Regions from separate parts of the Anas platyrhynchos genome. Here region 2 is linked to region 1. A link is a contact called in public Hi-C data. All regions are on one chromosome and are shown on one strand. The core of a region is the stretch at or near the end of the contact, and the rest is flanking DNA. Distances in the headings are between cores, read along the strand shown.

Evidence for each region. Hi-C and Micro-C count contacts between places; a contact is called where the count stands out from the background.
Region 2: a contact with region 1 is called in a Hi-C map of subcutaneous adipose tissue, with 2.4 times the contacts expected there. The contact joins the promoter of REX1BD here to the enhancer-like site in region 1. A contact is called at or near these places in 2 of 8 Hi-C or Micro-C datasets (skeletal muscle and subcutaneous adipose tissue).

What each region holds. Positions count from the first base shown.
Region 1 is chr29:1,678,708-1,686,205 of IASCAAS_PekinDuck_T2T, reverse strand. It overlaps CRTC1 (CREB regulated transcription coactivator 1), which reads left to right. Exons shown (of 14, transcript XM_072029333.1): 7 at 496-581; 8 at 967-1,010; 9 at 1,267-1,487; 10 at 4,200-4,336; 11 at 4,871-5,122; 12 at 7,280-7,381. Among named protein-coding and RNA genes, the nearest start is that of CRTC1, 31 kb to the left of the region's middle. Within about 2 kb of position 3,370, at least 1 of the 8 cell types and tissues checked has an H3K27ac peak or open chromatin away from gene starts, as enhancers often do. A contact at or near this core is called in subcutaneous adipose tissue, where this site is marked.
Region 2 is chr29:1,765,485-1,772,982 of IASCAAS_PekinDuck_T2T, reverse strand. It overlaps REX1BD (required for excision 1-B domain containing), which reads left to right and starts at 3,895. Exons shown (of 5, transcript XM_038169189.2): 1 at 3,895-3,998; 2 at 4,383-4,465; 3 at 5,662-5,866; 4 at 5,973-6,061; 5 at 6,404-7,000. The coding sequence starts at 3,996. The coding sequence ends at 6,476. UBA52 (ubiquitin A-52 residue ribosomal protein fusion product 1) reads left to right here. Exons shown (of 5, transcript XM_072029201.1): 2 at 2,980-3,102; 3 at 3,209-3,295; 4 at 3,394-3,496; 5 at 3,646-3,808. The coding sequence starts at 3,000. The coding sequence ends at 3,739. It overlaps CRLF1 (cytokine receptor like factor 1), which reads right to left. Exons shown (of 8, transcript XM_038169186.2): 8 at 7,146-7,498. KXD1 (KxDL motif containing 1) reads left to right here. Exons shown (of 5, transcript XM_072029205.1): 2 at 178-375; 3 at 500-652; 4 at 890-936; 5 at 1,300-1,762. The coding sequence starts at 281. The coding sequence ends at 1,535.

The DNA.
Region 1 (7,498 bases), core at 2,121-4,620:
TCCCAGGGAATACGGTTTGGGTTTTACCCCCCCAGAGTTGTCCCATTGGCCACCTGTTAGATGTAACAGGTGTATAGCACCTCTGTAAAATGTGAAGGGTAGGAAAAACTAGGTACCAGCATACATTTTTCCATTTAGATGTAAATGGATGAAATTGGACACCAAAAATTTTAAAAGTACTGAAGAATATCTGTGTGTTTTCCTTTTTTTGTTCTAACTGCAGTTTGAAAGTTCCTTGAATGTAAGACAAATCACATACCCACTTTTTAAAATCTTGTTCTGCTTGTAGCTAACTTTTTTTTGACACTGGGAACTTCTCCATGTTCATACAATATTATCTTAGTGTGTTTTGGTGTTTGCTTTTTTAATTTTGATGATCTCAAAACAGTAGAGTACCACCCCATGCTGATTAATAACAAGAGTTTTGAAAATAGTTAAACTCCTAATCTGAAAATGTATTTCTGAGAAGCATCCTTTTGTTATCGTTTTTTTTAGTTTTATTGCTGACTGTCCCTGGAATGGAGGAAACCACCTCTGAGGCAGACAAAACCCTTTCGAAACAAGGATGGGACACTAAAAAGGTGGGAATCTCACATTTCAAAGTGAAGAGGTTTCATTTTCTAAACATGTTTAGGTAAACTAATGCTCCAAATATTGCCAACCAGAACAAACTACTTCCAGAGCTCAGAGATGAAATGCTATATTTAGCAACATATCATTAAACATTAGATCAGAAAGGCACTTAATATGTATTTTATTTGATTATATCAGGAGAAACTCTTTAAATTTGGGGCTTGTTGGGCCAGTCATTAAAGGAAACAAAGATGACCAGCCTTTTCTAAGACCTTCACAGAGCTCTTGTGTAGAAGAATAGCTCTAGAAATGCAATAAAATTTTCTGAATAAAATACCGTAAGCAGTAATTTCAAATATCTTTGCTTATAAACATTTCTTCCTTCTGTTTTAGACTGGGTCATCAAGACCTAAATCATGTGAAGTTCCAGGAATCAAGTAAGTTTTGAGCATCTTTTAAAAGAGCATTGAGATCTTTAAGAAAGTACATTGTACATTGAATTTCTTCTTGAGTAGATGCAAGATAAGCCAAAACTAGTGTTAGTGTCCCCTTGTCTGTTACAAGTTGGTTTATCAAAAATACCATATATCTTTCTGTATATGGCCACCTCCCTTTTTTGAAAATGGTTTTGTACAGATCTGTCCAGGCTGAAATTTAAACTCAGTTTTCTTTTTTCCTCTCTCCTTTATTTAGCATCTTTCCATCAGCTGACCAGGAAAACACTACAACGCTGATTCCTGCTACGCATAACACGGGTGGCTCCCTTCCAGACCTGACAAACATCCATTTCCCTTCCCCTCTCCCAACACCGTTAGATCCTGAGGAATCCACATTCCCAGCCCTGAGTAGCTCCAATAGTACCGGAAATCTTGCTGCCAATCTGACTCACTTGGGCATCAGCACTGCCAGTCAGGGTAAGATCACAATTCTGCACCGTTTTAACAGATTGTCCATAATATGTCACTTGTCTTACAGCATGGAAGTCGCGTTGCTGAATAATACTGTTTTGTCTGAGGGGTAATTCTACTTCTGTTCACTGACTTTCCTTTGTAAACAAGGTTTTCTTAAAGCCATTTCTGTATGACAAAGTGATAGAGCTGTATTTAGTTTTGACTTACAAATATCCTTACATTTTTTTCAAGTTCTTCATGCCCAAGTCTGTTTTTTTGTTGTTTGTATATAACTTTATAGGACAGACTATAGCATCCAAAATGTGCCTCCCTTGTAATTCATTGTACTTAATCCCAACAGCATTTGAATTGTGGAAATACCCTAAGTAGGCCTTTGTTTGCATTCCTTTAGAATATATTTTTTTTCCAAATAAGGATTCTTTTGGAGAAATAGCATTGCTTGCTTCACCTGAAGCAGATTTTGTCTTTTGAGCAGTCAAAATAACATGGAGAATTTACAAGGTTTGCTAGTTTTAGTAAGCTTGGTTGCCTGATTTTTGAAAATATCCGGAGTAGTCAGGATTCATGATATAGAAGGGCTTTGGGAAGCAATACCAAGTGCACACTTCACTCTCACTATGGTGCCTTTGTGTTGAAATCGTTGCCTTTTGAGCGTAGTTTTTGTTGCAAGTACTTGCAAAATGCTGCTGCTGTTTGAGCTGTTCAGCATGAGTCTGAGCTTTGTTGGGGCTTTTGCACTTTGGCAATACTGGTAGTTTTACTAAAAAAAAAAAAAAAAGCCACGCTGGCAGTTTATAATGTTCATACTGATCAACTGATAATTTCAACTTAAGCAAATGGCCTAAACTAATGATTGTTATTTTTTTTTAATAGTTTCTCTAGGTCCTACTTGTGAGCACAGGGTTGCGTTTTATTGTCAGTGACAATTGCAGCCGGTTGATTCCTAGAACAGAAGAAAAGTGCTCTATCCAAAAATAGAAATGTATTTCCTGTGTTAGGCAGGATTCATTTACCCACTTAAAAATCCTCTCATATATTGGTAAAAAGGAAATAATTCTAATCAGGTTAATGTAGTGTTATGGCTGAGCAGTTACATTTAAGAAGGAAGCAAGAATACAGTTTACCCCTCTAAGTAGAGAGGAAATCAGCAGCTTTTGGCACCCTTCAGAAAGCTTTCTGGTCTCAAAACAGACTACACAAAGTTTCAGGGATGGGCTCTCATTCAAGTAGAACGTAGCAAGGCTTTGTTAAGATAGGTGGTGTGTATATAAAAAGAAACAAACTACTTCCATGGAGTTAGGCCAGGCTGGGTTGCTAAATTTTTTGCACTACCCGTAATTAGCAGAGTAAATGGTATAAAACCAAACCAGTAGGTATGTAATTGCTTTGAAAACATTTTCTGATCCATGAAAGATACTACAAATGAGAGAGGTGCATTCATTGATGATTTTGCTGCTGCTTGTTGGAGACTCTCCCATAGTTTAAGCAATGGCGTAGTCAGTGTTTTGGCTTTTTTTAACTGATATTCTCAAACCTTCCTTTCCTTTCTTTATCTCCTAGATCTTGAACGGAAAATGTAAACACTTCTGAGCCTTTTGTAGGAGCTCTGTGCATTGTGCAGACATGCCTGTAGCAGCCCCAAGTAAAGGTGGGGAAAAACACCTGTCAGGTTATGAAGAACTGCCAACAACTTAGGCTACACATTTGTGCATTTGAGGTTGTCAGTTCGCTGACATGTTCCATGAGACAGTGTTGATTTTTGAAAACATCGTGCGGGAAGCCAGGCAGTCTTCAGAATCTGCTCAGTTAGAGCCAGTTTGCCTGCTGGCTCCTTGGCAGCCCGGACTTCCTGGCTCCCTGGCAGCCTGCCTGGAAGCCTTGAGCAGGTGCCAAGTGCTGAGGAGCTCTCAGGCTCTTGTGAATTCCTCCTTTCTGGCAGCTCTGGAAGAACAGCTCACTAGAGAGATTGTCCTGAAATTGCTTTCCAGGGTGTCTCAGTTCCTCTAGGGTGAGGCAGAAAACAGGAGAGGTTTCAAAGCTTGCAGGTTTTGTCTTGAATGTGAGTAAAGCTAAATTACTTTGTAGTCTGTCCCTAGCCTCTGCTAGGTCAGGGCTCTTTAGAGTGCGAGGGATATTTCCTGCCTTCCTGTGCTCTGCTATGCCATTAAAATGGAGTACGTCCTGTGTAACCAGTTTTTCTTCTGCATTTTCCATTAAATAGATGTTTGCTTTTTATAATAACACAAGTGCCTTCTGATTAGTCTTGTTACATGATCTGTTATCTTCTTCCTGAGGTTTCAGCTCTTACAAATAGAGGAGAACATGCTGCTCTTGGACTCTTTGTGTGTGCAGCCCAGGGGTGTGCGAGAACGGTGCCTATTGTTTCCATAAACCACTGGGGAAGCACAGTGCTGCTGGAGCTGGTCTGCTTATTTCAATTCCCAGTCAGTATCTGTGCACCGTCCTGCACAACTGTGACGGGTTTAGGTCCAGGATAAACAACCACAGGGATCTTCCTTTCTTCCTGATGCTGTTTAACCTGACAAAGTTGCAAATTAGCTAATGAATTTCAGCCTGATTGGCCTAGGCACATTCACCACTTTGCGTCGTCAAATTATGCTGTACATTTTTGACAGATCAGGCAATTACCTCTGTACCAGTATCAATGAACTGTTGCTCCGTTCCCATTTGAGCTCGTTTGTTCCTCACTGGCAGGAATGACGACGACGCCAGCCCCTTCCCAGCAGCACCGTCAGCCCACCGTCAGCCCTCTCTCATTGAGCGCAGACTCGAGGCGACCACAGTCACAGCAAATGTCTCCTACGCTTTCCCCTTTGTCACCAATTACTCAGGTAGGACCTCGCTTGGAGAATTACAATTTTTGGTCACAGATGAATTGTTTTACCCTACCTAGGGGAGGGAAATGACTGTAACTTCGTCTTTCTTGTTCTGTAATCTTTAAATGTGTTTGTTAATCTGTACCTTAAAAAGTGAGAGGTTTGTAGAGGACACAGATTTTACTTTGACTTTTCTAAATCCTTGGTAAACATCAAGACACTTTTCTTTTGAAGACATTGTCCATGAAATTTGGAAGACATTTCTCTAATCCATATAAGAAGCACAGTTAGTTTTTAAAATTGATTTCATAAGTACAATTCCACAACTGAGTAGGTTATCAATTCCTCATCTGGACATTCAATTGGGTTTTTGTTTATTGTACCCTGAAGGTGATATTAAGTCCCTTGAAACGTATTCTTGAGTGTCTTTAAACCTTTAGTTAACATTTAAAAATGCAAGATTGACTTAGTGTGGATCACTTGATGTGAAACTTGACATGCTTGGGGAGTCACCTGCCAGTGTGGATGATTTTAATTTTTCTTTTTAAGGCCGTGGCAATGGATGCGTTGTCTCTGGAACAGCAGCTTCCCCCATATCCGTTTTTTACCCAGACAACTTCCCAGCAACAGCAGCAGACCCAGGTGGCAAGTACCCTGCCTCAGAATACTCCTTTAATGCAGACCTCTGGTTTACAGCGAGGAACACAACTCCCCCCACTCTCCGTCACGGTACCTTCTACCATCCCGCAGTCACCTCCGGGTAGCCAGACCCAACCATCAATGGGAATAGACATCAACTCGGTAAGCTGGGGCAGAGCTGAAAAAGATAAAGCTTTCATTTTGAAAACGTAGCATCAGGGTTCAAGCTGGACAGCCCTTGTGATAGGTATACTTCTAGGTGGAGTCTGAAGTAGAATGGTTTTGATTTAATCCATCTTCAAATGCTTTACAGACAGAATTTGGTTTTCGGGTGTGCTTACGGTGGCCGTAGTTTCATAAAATGGTGTCACTTGTGACTTCATGTTTAATTAGAGCAGCCTGAATCCTGGCTATCAGCATTTATTTCACACCTTGCTGCTGTTGCATTGATACTTTTTCAGGCTGTTAAATGTAATGCACCACCAAAGTGCTGTAGGCTCAAGGAGTTAGCAGAACTTTGATCAAGAAACCTGCTAACAAGCAGTTTCCCGAAGTTGGAGAGAGCCAGGCACCTTCTATATTTAGAAAGCTTTCATTTAAAGGATTTATAGAGCATCATACATTATTATCCTCCAAAATTGGATTTGTAGCTGCTTTCAGATCCTGATAAGAAGTGGAGTATATACCTACATAGTAGTGATGATTTCTGGGCAGATTTCTTTTGTGCTGGTTGTGCCATGGTTTGTTGTGAAATGTTCTCTCTCTCTCTGCATATAAAGGTCCAGAATAGAGAGCGAGATCAGGGTAACAAGTTAGCTGGGGAAGAATTTCACAGCTCCTTCTTTGGTCATTCTGCCCCTGCTCTATCAGATCTCGGTTGCCTGACCTGTAGTGTCCTCCTGGCAGTGTTATAATGACAGTGACTGGTTAGATAATAGGCAGAACTCATTCTTTATTGATCTAGCACTAGACCATGGATTTCATTTGTGGATGAAATTTTAATGATTTGTGCTGGTAAGTGCTTCTTGAAGGAAGCTGCTTCCCTTTCAGGATTAGAAGGGGAAGAAGAAGGCCAATTCCAGCAGTGGAAAGGATACCGAGCTACTCAAAATGTGTCCAAATGTGTTGATTCTAACACTTAGGTAGCTACCAGTACAGATGATTTTCATTCTTTGCTTTCTGTGTTGCTTTCCTCATCCTAAACTTCTTTATCACCTTAACTTTTAGGGTGCTATGCTTATCTTTTAAAGCAACTGAAATTGCATATAAATAAAGTTCAAAGCTAGCTTATCACAAAGCCATTTGAGCTGTGCTACAGTCTCACTGACAACTCCTGTGCAGGTTTTTAAAGAAGCATTGAAATTCCTTTTGCTGTAGTTTGGATTTCTGTTTAAAGTGCATTCGTAGCAATGCATAATATATAAAAAGGTTAAGGTATTTTCTTGAGATCCGTAGAATTTGATGTCAGAAAGCATTGGTAGTACAGCATTCTCCTGCACTGCATAGCTATCTGATTAAATTACTCCTTTTCTTAGATTATTGGATTGCAGGTTTCCCTCAGTCATCGGTAAATTTCTAAGGGAAATATAATAGGAATTGCTGTACTTAGTTTACATTAATTCCTGCAGCATTCTATTCAAATGCCTTTGAGATTTTTAATTTGTTCAAGCCTAGGGTTCTTTATGACCAACAAAAAGGTAAATCTTTGACAACGTGTTCTCAGGAAGACTGAGAACAATATAAACATAACTAACATTAAACCTGCAAAACGTAGCCTGAATTTTCAGACAGTGTCTGTTCCATGTCCTGGGGTGAAATGCAGCTTTGAGAAGGATTTTGGTCTTTGTGGTTACGCACTTTGATCTTGATAACACAGCGAGGCTGTTGAAGATTAGGCAGGGTGAGGTGAGACGGATTCCCAGAGTGCTGTAAACACAGGTTAAGAATGTGTGGGTATGGCAATCGAGTTTGACTTGAAAATAGCCCCAGATTTCAAGACTGCTTTTCCTTAAATTGTTGGCTGACAATTTTTTCTTGTAATTGAACTCAAAGCACTGGGAAAAAAATATGTAAATAGTTTTTGGTTGTACAACAGCCCAGCCCTGCTCTTAGATCTCAGCCAGACGAGCCCATGCCAGCGCCGGTACCTTAACTTTCTCCTTTTTGCGGCATTGTTCACAGTAATCCTGTCTTCACGTATAGCCAAGAGTTGCTGAAGAGGATGGTTCTCCCAGCTTCCTCAAGCTGTGTGCGCCAACAGTTGATAACTTTCCAGCCTTCCATCAATCCCATGGTCTTTAATTCTGTGTTGTTCTGTAGGCTTCACTCCAGCAGTACCGCAGTAATGCTGGCTCCCCAGCCAACCAGTCTCCCACCTCTCCTGTCTCCAATCAAGGCTTCTCTCCTGGCAGCTCCCCTCAAGTAAGGGACTCTGTGCTTCCACAGGCCTTGCTTCTCGTGTTTGTTTTTAGTTGAGTCTCTCCATTACTGACCCATAGTTGCCTCACTGTAACTGTATGTGCCTCATGCATTCCTGGT
Region 2 (7,498 bases), core at 2,646-5,145, 86 kb before region 1:
AACCCCGGAAGCGAGGCGCGGCCGCCGCCGGGGCCGGGAAGGGGAGCGGGGGGGGAGGGGAGGGGCCGGTACCGGGCGTGGGGGGAGGGGAGGGGCTGCGGGGGGGGGCCCCGGTGCCCGGTGCTCGGTTCCCGGTCCCGGTCCGGGTCCTGATCCCAGTCCCAATCCCGATCCCAGTCCCAATCCCGGTGCTGTTCCCGGTGCTGCTCCCAGCCCCGGTGCTGTTCCCGGTTCCGTTCCCGTTCCCGGTGCCGGTGCCGGTCCCGCAGGCGGCTCCGTGATGGAGCCCACCGCCTCCCGGGTGTTCTGCGGCCGGGTGCTGGGCATGGTGAACGCCGAGGACGTCAACGCCATCATCCTGGCCCAGAAGAACATGTGAGTACCGGGGGGGGGGTGGAGGAAGAGGGGGCTGCAGGACCCCCACCCGGTGGCTCCCGGTGGTTCCTGGTGGTCCCGGGCACCCATCCGGGCTCCCCCTGATTCCCCGCTCCCCCCCCAGGCTGGACCGTTTCGAGAAGACCAACGAGATGCTGCTCAACTTCAACAACCTGTCGAGCCTGCGCATGCAGCAGATGAGCGAGCGCTTCGCGCACCACACCCGGACGCTGGTGGAGATGAAGAAGGACCTGGACAGCATCTTCCGCAGGATCCGGTAGGCACCGGGACCCCCCCCACGGCTCCCCCCCCCCCGGCCCCGGGAATCGGCCCCGGGGATCGCTGTGGGTCGAGGGGATCCAGCGTGGGTGGTGTCATGGGGTGGGGGGGCTGGACCCCAGAGCTGGGGGCTCGGGGAGTGGAAATAATAGAGGGGAATGGGGTGGGGGGGCTGAAAAGGGGAATAATTTGTAGGGTTTGGTGTGAACTCGGCTCTCTCCTTCTCCTCCCACAGGACGCTGAAAGGGAAGCTGGCCAAGCAGTACCCGGAGGCTTTCAGCAGTGAGTGGGGGCTTCTGCCGGGCTTCCCCTCGGCTCCGTGCCCCCGGGAGGGATCCCTCTGCTAGGAATATTTAGGGCTGGTTGTGGAAATCGGGGCTGCCCCATGGAGCTGACAAGACCAGCAGGCGCGTGGCGGCGCCCGGCTGCTGCAGTGAGAGTCCGGGGAGCTGCTTTGTAGCGTTATGTGTCCCTGTAAGAAGTCCCAAAGCCATATAGGGCTGCTCAGTTCAGTGGTGTCAAGTTCCTTTAGATTGCTGGTAAAATGTTGAATTAAAAAGGAGGAAATTTGTAGGAGCACCTCGCGAAGCTGTCTTTTTCAGGCGGCTCAAGCGGCCCAACTAACGCCTGCCCCTTCCCTTTCAGACATCCACGAATCCCCCATTCTGGAAGACGACGACGACTTCGACCCCGTTCCCAAAAGCACCACCACCACCATCGCTACCTCGGAGCAGAGCACGGAGTCCTGCGACACCAGCCCCGACATCATCTCCCCCACCATGAGCCAGGAGTTCGAGGATCTCTCGCAAGGCCCCTACGATTTCCCGGCCGTGAACGGACAGAGTCTAACAGACGAGGACACTGCCAACGGCCTGGACTAGGCGCACGGCCCCGCGGGGCCCCCAGAACTATTCCCCTATTTATATTCCCGTGTTCCTGCGGGCGTTGATTTCGGGCAGAGGGAAGCGATGGCCGAGCAAAGAAAGCTCAGGAGGACGGATCCCCTGCTGACGGATCCCCAGGCCGCCGCTGTAGCATAAACCCCACGGCGTGATACGGGCAGATCAGTTAAAAAAAAAAAAAAAAAAAAAAAAAAGGTTTAAACACCTCCTGTCCCTCCTCGTTTGTGTGCTCAGGAGAGCAGCGGCACCCGGCCTTCGGTTTGCACAGAAGAGCCAGTCTGGGACCTGTTTTTATTTATTTATCTACGTATTTATTTATTATTTAAGGAACTTAAACAATATTTTAGGCCCTCCCCCAGGAGGAGCCCCTGGTGTGGCCGCCCCCTGGGACCTGCTTTTATTTATTTATTTCTATTTATTTATTTATATTTTATTTATTTTTATTCTTATCTATATTTATCAATTTATATGTTTTTTTTATTTATTTAAGGAGCTTAAACAAAAAGTGTAGCCCCCCTCACCCCCAGGAGGAGCCCCTGGTGCGCGGCACCCCCAGGGCACGTCCTTATTTACTTATTTTTCATTTATTTAAGAAACTTAGTAAAAGGTTTAGGCTCGCAGGAGAAGCCCCCAGATCGGCTGCTCCTGGGACCTATTTTATTTTAAATTATTATTTTTATGTATTTAATGAACTTTAAAAGTTTAGCGCCCTCCCCCCTAGGAGGATCCCCCAGTGTGGCTGCCCCTGGGACCTGCTTTTACTTATTTATTTAAATGTTATTTATTTATTTTTATTTATTTTATTTACTTATTTTTATTTATTTAACCAACTTTAAAACTTCAGGCCCCGCCGTGGTCCCCATTTGGCTCCCAGCCGTGCCCGGGACCGCGTGGACCCCCCCTGGGGGCTGCTGCCCGGGGGGCTGCCGCTGCCCCTGGGGCTCCTGGAGCTGCGGGAGGGCAGCGGGGACCGGGGGGGGGGGACCGGGAGGGACCGGGGGGGGGGGCCGGGGCCGTGCTCGGGGCCCAAGAACCGGGCCCGCGGCCGCCCTGAGGCAGCTGCGCACTGCGCCTGCGCGCACCGTGGGGGGGGTGGGGACCGGTTGTGACGTAGCAGCGGGCGGCTTCCGGTTCCGCTCTCTCTCTCTCGTCGGCGGCGAGGCGCGGTGCGGGCGGGCTGCGGGGCCTGAGGGGGGGGGGGGCGGCACCGGGGGGGGCACCGGGGGTCGGGGACGGGCCCCGAGGGGCGCGGATGGTGCCCAAGGGACGTGGGATGGGGCCCGGGGCGGGTCGTGAGGGTCGTGGGTTGAGGCCCGGGGGTTGAGGGGAGCGGGGCCGGGAGCGGGGGCTGGGCCTCGGCCTCGGCCTAGGGCGGGCGGCGGTGACGCGGCCTCAACCCCCCCCCCCCTCCCTCCTTCTAGACCCCCCCCCCCCGGTGCCAAGATGCAGATCTTCGTGAAGACGCTGACGGGCAAAACCATCACCCTGGAGGTGGAGCCCAACGACACGATCGAGAACGTCAAAGCCAAGATCCAGGACAAGGAAGGTACCGGCGGCACCCGGCCCGGCCCCCCCCCGTTATCCACCACCCCCCCCCCCCACCGTTACCCGGTGCTAACGGCTTCCTTCACCCCCCCCCCCTTTTTTTTTAGGGATCCCCCCCGACCAGCAGCGGCTGATCTTCGCGGGCAAGCAGCTGGAGGATGGCCGCACGCTCGCCGACTACAACATCCAGAAAGGTGCCTGTGGTGGCCGAGCCCCGCACATGGATTTGGGCCCCCCCGGTGGTCCCCAGCACCCCCCCCCCGGTGCCCGCTGATGTTTGTCTCTCTTCCAGAGTCCACCCTGCACCTGGTGCTGCGCCTGCGCGGGGGCATCATCGAGCCCTCCCTGCGGCAGCTCGCCCAGAAGTACAACTGTGACAAAATGATCTGCCGCAAGTACGGCCCTGACCCCTCTGACACCCCCCTAAAACCCCCCACATCACCCAGGGCTCTCCCCACGCTTCATCCCTTTCCCTAAAAACCCTTTTCCAGCCCTTTTTCCTCTCACCTGCCCCTCGCTGACGTTTCTCTGCTCCCTTTTCCAGGTGCTACGCTCGCCTCCATCCCCGCGCCGTCAACTGCCGCAAGAAGAAGTGCGGCCACACCAACAACCTGCGCCCCAAGAAGAAGGTCAAGTAGAGCCCTTGGGGCCCGGCCCCGCGCGGCCACGGCGCCGTCCCAATAAAATATCTCAGCGTTCGCACCCTGTCCTGTTGTTTTTTTGCCCCGAAATGTCGTGGTTTTGTGTGAAAAGGGGGCTGGAGGGGGGGGGTGGTGGTGATGCCGGGCGGTGCCTGCAGGTGGCGGCGGTGCCGCGCTGCGCCGCGCTCCGCCTCCGGTCCTACCGGGCCTGCGCCCTCCGCCACCGCCGCCGAGCAGGGCCCGGGACCGGGCCATGGTGAGCGGGACGGGGCCGTAACGGGGTGGGACAGGGAGCGGAACCGGGAGCGGTTCCCCGAGGGGTTGGGAGGGTCCTGGGGTAACCGGGACCGGGCCGTGTGGCTGGGGGGGGAGAGGGGGCGGGTTCCGCCGTGCCTCTGCGGTGACTCCCGGTACCGATCCCCGGTCCCGGTGCTGATCCCCGGTCCCGTGCTCCGTGCGCGCTTACGGACCGGGATCGCGCTCGGTTCTGACCCAGCGGAACCGGGCACGGAGCTCCTGGGGGGGCGCCTCGGTGCTGCGGTACCGGAGCCGTGCGTTGGGGTCGTTAACGGGGAGGGAGCGGGCACCGGGCCGGTGCCCCACGTCCCCGCCGCCCCTTTCTCTTCCCCCCCCTCCCCAGACCGACGAGGCGGTGCGGGCGCTGCTGCAGCGCTTCTACGCCCTGCAGGGAGAGCGCGTGGAGGCGTACCGGCTGCTGGAGGAGTGAGTAATGGGAACGGGGAACGGGGCCCTCGCAGCGGTGGTGAAGCCCTAATGGGGTGGAACCCTAATGGGATGGAATCCCCCGGCCCTATTGGGATGGAATCCCCCAGCCCTATCGGGATAAATCCCTCAGTCCTAACGGGGTGGAATCCCCCTGCCCTATTGGGATGGAAGCTCCCAGCCCTAACGGGACAGAAGTCCCCAACCCTATTGGGATAAATCCCTTGGTCCTATCAGGATGGAATCCCCCAGTCCTATTGGGATGGTTCCCCAAGACATAATGGAATGGAATCCCCCAGCCCTATCAGGATGGAATCCCCTGGCCCTATGGGGATGGATTCCCCAGCCATAATGGGACAGAATCCCCCAGCCCTACCGAGATAAATCCCTCAGTCCTAACGGGGTGGAAACCCCCAGCCTTATCAGGACGAATCCTCCAGCCCTATTGGGATGGAAGCTCCCAGCCCTAATGGGACAAATCCCCCAGCCCTAATGGGACAGAAGTCCCCAACCCTATTGGGATAAATCCCTCAGTCCTATCAGGATGGAATCCCCCAGCCCTAATGAGATGAAATCCCCAAGTCCTATCAGGATGGATCCCCAAGACCTAATGGAATGGAAATCCCCAGCCCTAATGGGATGGATCCCCCAGCCCTATTGGGATGGAATCCCCTGGCCCTATGGGGATGGATTCCCCAGCCTTAAAGGGATGGAATCCCTCAGCCCTATTGGGATGGAAGCTCCCAGCCCTAATGGGACAAATCCCCCAGCCCTAATGGGATGGAAGCCCCCAACCCTATGGGGATAAATTCCCCCAGCCCTAATGGGGTGGAATCCCCCAGCCCCATCAGACTGGCTTCCCCCCTCCCTATTTCTGCACCCCCATGGGATCAAGCTGCCGGGGTTGCTGACGAGCTCCAGCTGGCAGGGGACGCCCGCCCCGGACACCTGCATCCCATTTTCGCAGCAGCCGGGGGATGATTTATTCCGGGGGAGCGAAAGGGATCCCTCCAACCCCAAAACCAAAACACAACCCCCTGCGGGGGGCTGCACCACGACATGGGGAACACGGAGAGCACCCACGTGGCTCACATTGCACCCCACTGACATTTTATTTTATTTTATTTTATTTTATTTTATTTTATTTTATTTTATTTTATTTTATTTTATTTTATTTTTTCCTTTTATTCCCCCAGAGGCCACCGGGCTTACCTGAGCAGTGCCCCCCACTACGACTTCCCGCGCTACCGGCAGCTGGTGCACGAGCTGACGCTGGGGTTCAGCCGCATCTCCCGCGAGGTCCTGCAGCTCCAGGCACGGCTACGGGACCAGCACGGCCGCCCCGAGCTGGCCCAGCACCTCGCCCGCCTCCAGGAACGGGAGCAGGAGAAGCTGCAGCTGGTGAGTGCGTGGGGCTGGGGGCACACGACACAGGACCCCCCACCCCAGGGGGGTTTTCTCCACCCCAGGGGGGTTTTCTCAGCCCCTCTCCGTGTCCCCCCCGCAGACGGCGCAGCTCCAGCTGGCGCGGCAGCGGGTGCAGGACGAGCCCGGCGTGGACGCCCACCAGCAGGAGGTGCGGGAGCTCAAACACAAGTAGGTGGGCACGAAGGGGTCCCCCTTACTCCACCACCATCCCCCCTACCCCAATTTTGGGGATGAGGACCCCCTCCCCGAGCCGGCATCCTCAGGGGAGCCCCCCATCCTGGACTTTTCCTCGGTTCCTTCCCTCCAGCGGGGCCAAGGGGGGGGCCCAGATGGTGCCTTCAAAAGCTTCTCTTGTTTGGAGCCCCGCGGATTGTTTGGCGATGCCGCGCGGCCGCGGTCTCGTCGGCCTCCCCGGGCTTGAGTGTTTCATAAACAGCGCGGGGAACGCGAGGCGGCCCAGATAATACGCTCCATATGGGCTTTATTTATAGTTTCCATCCGCTCTCGTAGGCTAATTAAAACCATTGAGGCAATCAGCGAAATTCTCCAGGACCTCAAGTACGATTCGGAAGAAGCCGAGTGATGGGCGGCCCCGTGGGAACGGCTGCAGGGGCCGGGCAGCGCGGCTCTGCCCGCGCCAGGGGGGCCCCGCTCGCCCCCTGCGCCCCCCACCCGGCCGGCCCCGCTCCCTCTGCGCCCCCCACGGCACCCCCGTGAGGGGGGCACCTTCACTCTGGGCTCTTTTTGGGGGGTGCAGAGCCCCTCCTGGGGGTCCTCCCAGATCCTGAGTGTGGGTGCTGGTGCTGCTCCCACTCTCCGCTGGCTGCAGAGGGGCTGTGAACCCAGGAAAACCACAACCCACGGCCCCAAAAAAGGGATCCCATGGCCCCAAAAAGGGGATCCCACGGCCCCAAGGGAATCCCACGGACCCCAGGACAACTTGCCCTGAGCCCCACGGTGCTGGGGGTCCCCATGGGGACGGGTGCTGCCCCCCAGCGCTTCTCCGCACCCCACAGCCACCGTGAGCAGGCTCCGGGCACGGGGACAGCACCCTGCGAGCACCCGTTTTATGGTCACCCCACAATAAAAGCAGCTTTTTGGAACTGGCTTGAGGTTTGTGGGGCCCTGAACGTCACCACCCCTCAGCTCGGCCCCCCTGGGACACGGGGATGTTGGCACCTTGGCCCCTCGGCTGCCCGCTGCGTCCCCGTCCCCCCCCGCACTGCCGCTGCCCCACTGACGCAGGCCCCCGTGGGGTTTGAGAGGTTTATTGGCATTAAGCTTAAATCTGTTCCTAATTGTCTGAAATGTAACCAAAATAAGGCTGGCTTGAATCAAAAATTAGAGCAGGCACTGAGCAAACCCCAGCAGCCTGAAACCAGCCCGCGGGGCGCTCCGGGGACGGACCCCCCCCCGTGCGCTCGCACGCGGCCCCGTGGGCACCCGCAGCCCCTCCCCGCCCTGGGGGAATAACACCCAAAAACTACAGCCCTGGGGAGGGGGGGCTGCACCCACCGGGGGGTTGGGGATCCCCCCTTTCACCCCCCCTGCTGCTCCGGCTGGCGCTTACGGAACAAAAGCCCCGAGCCCCCCCGTGCTGGGGGG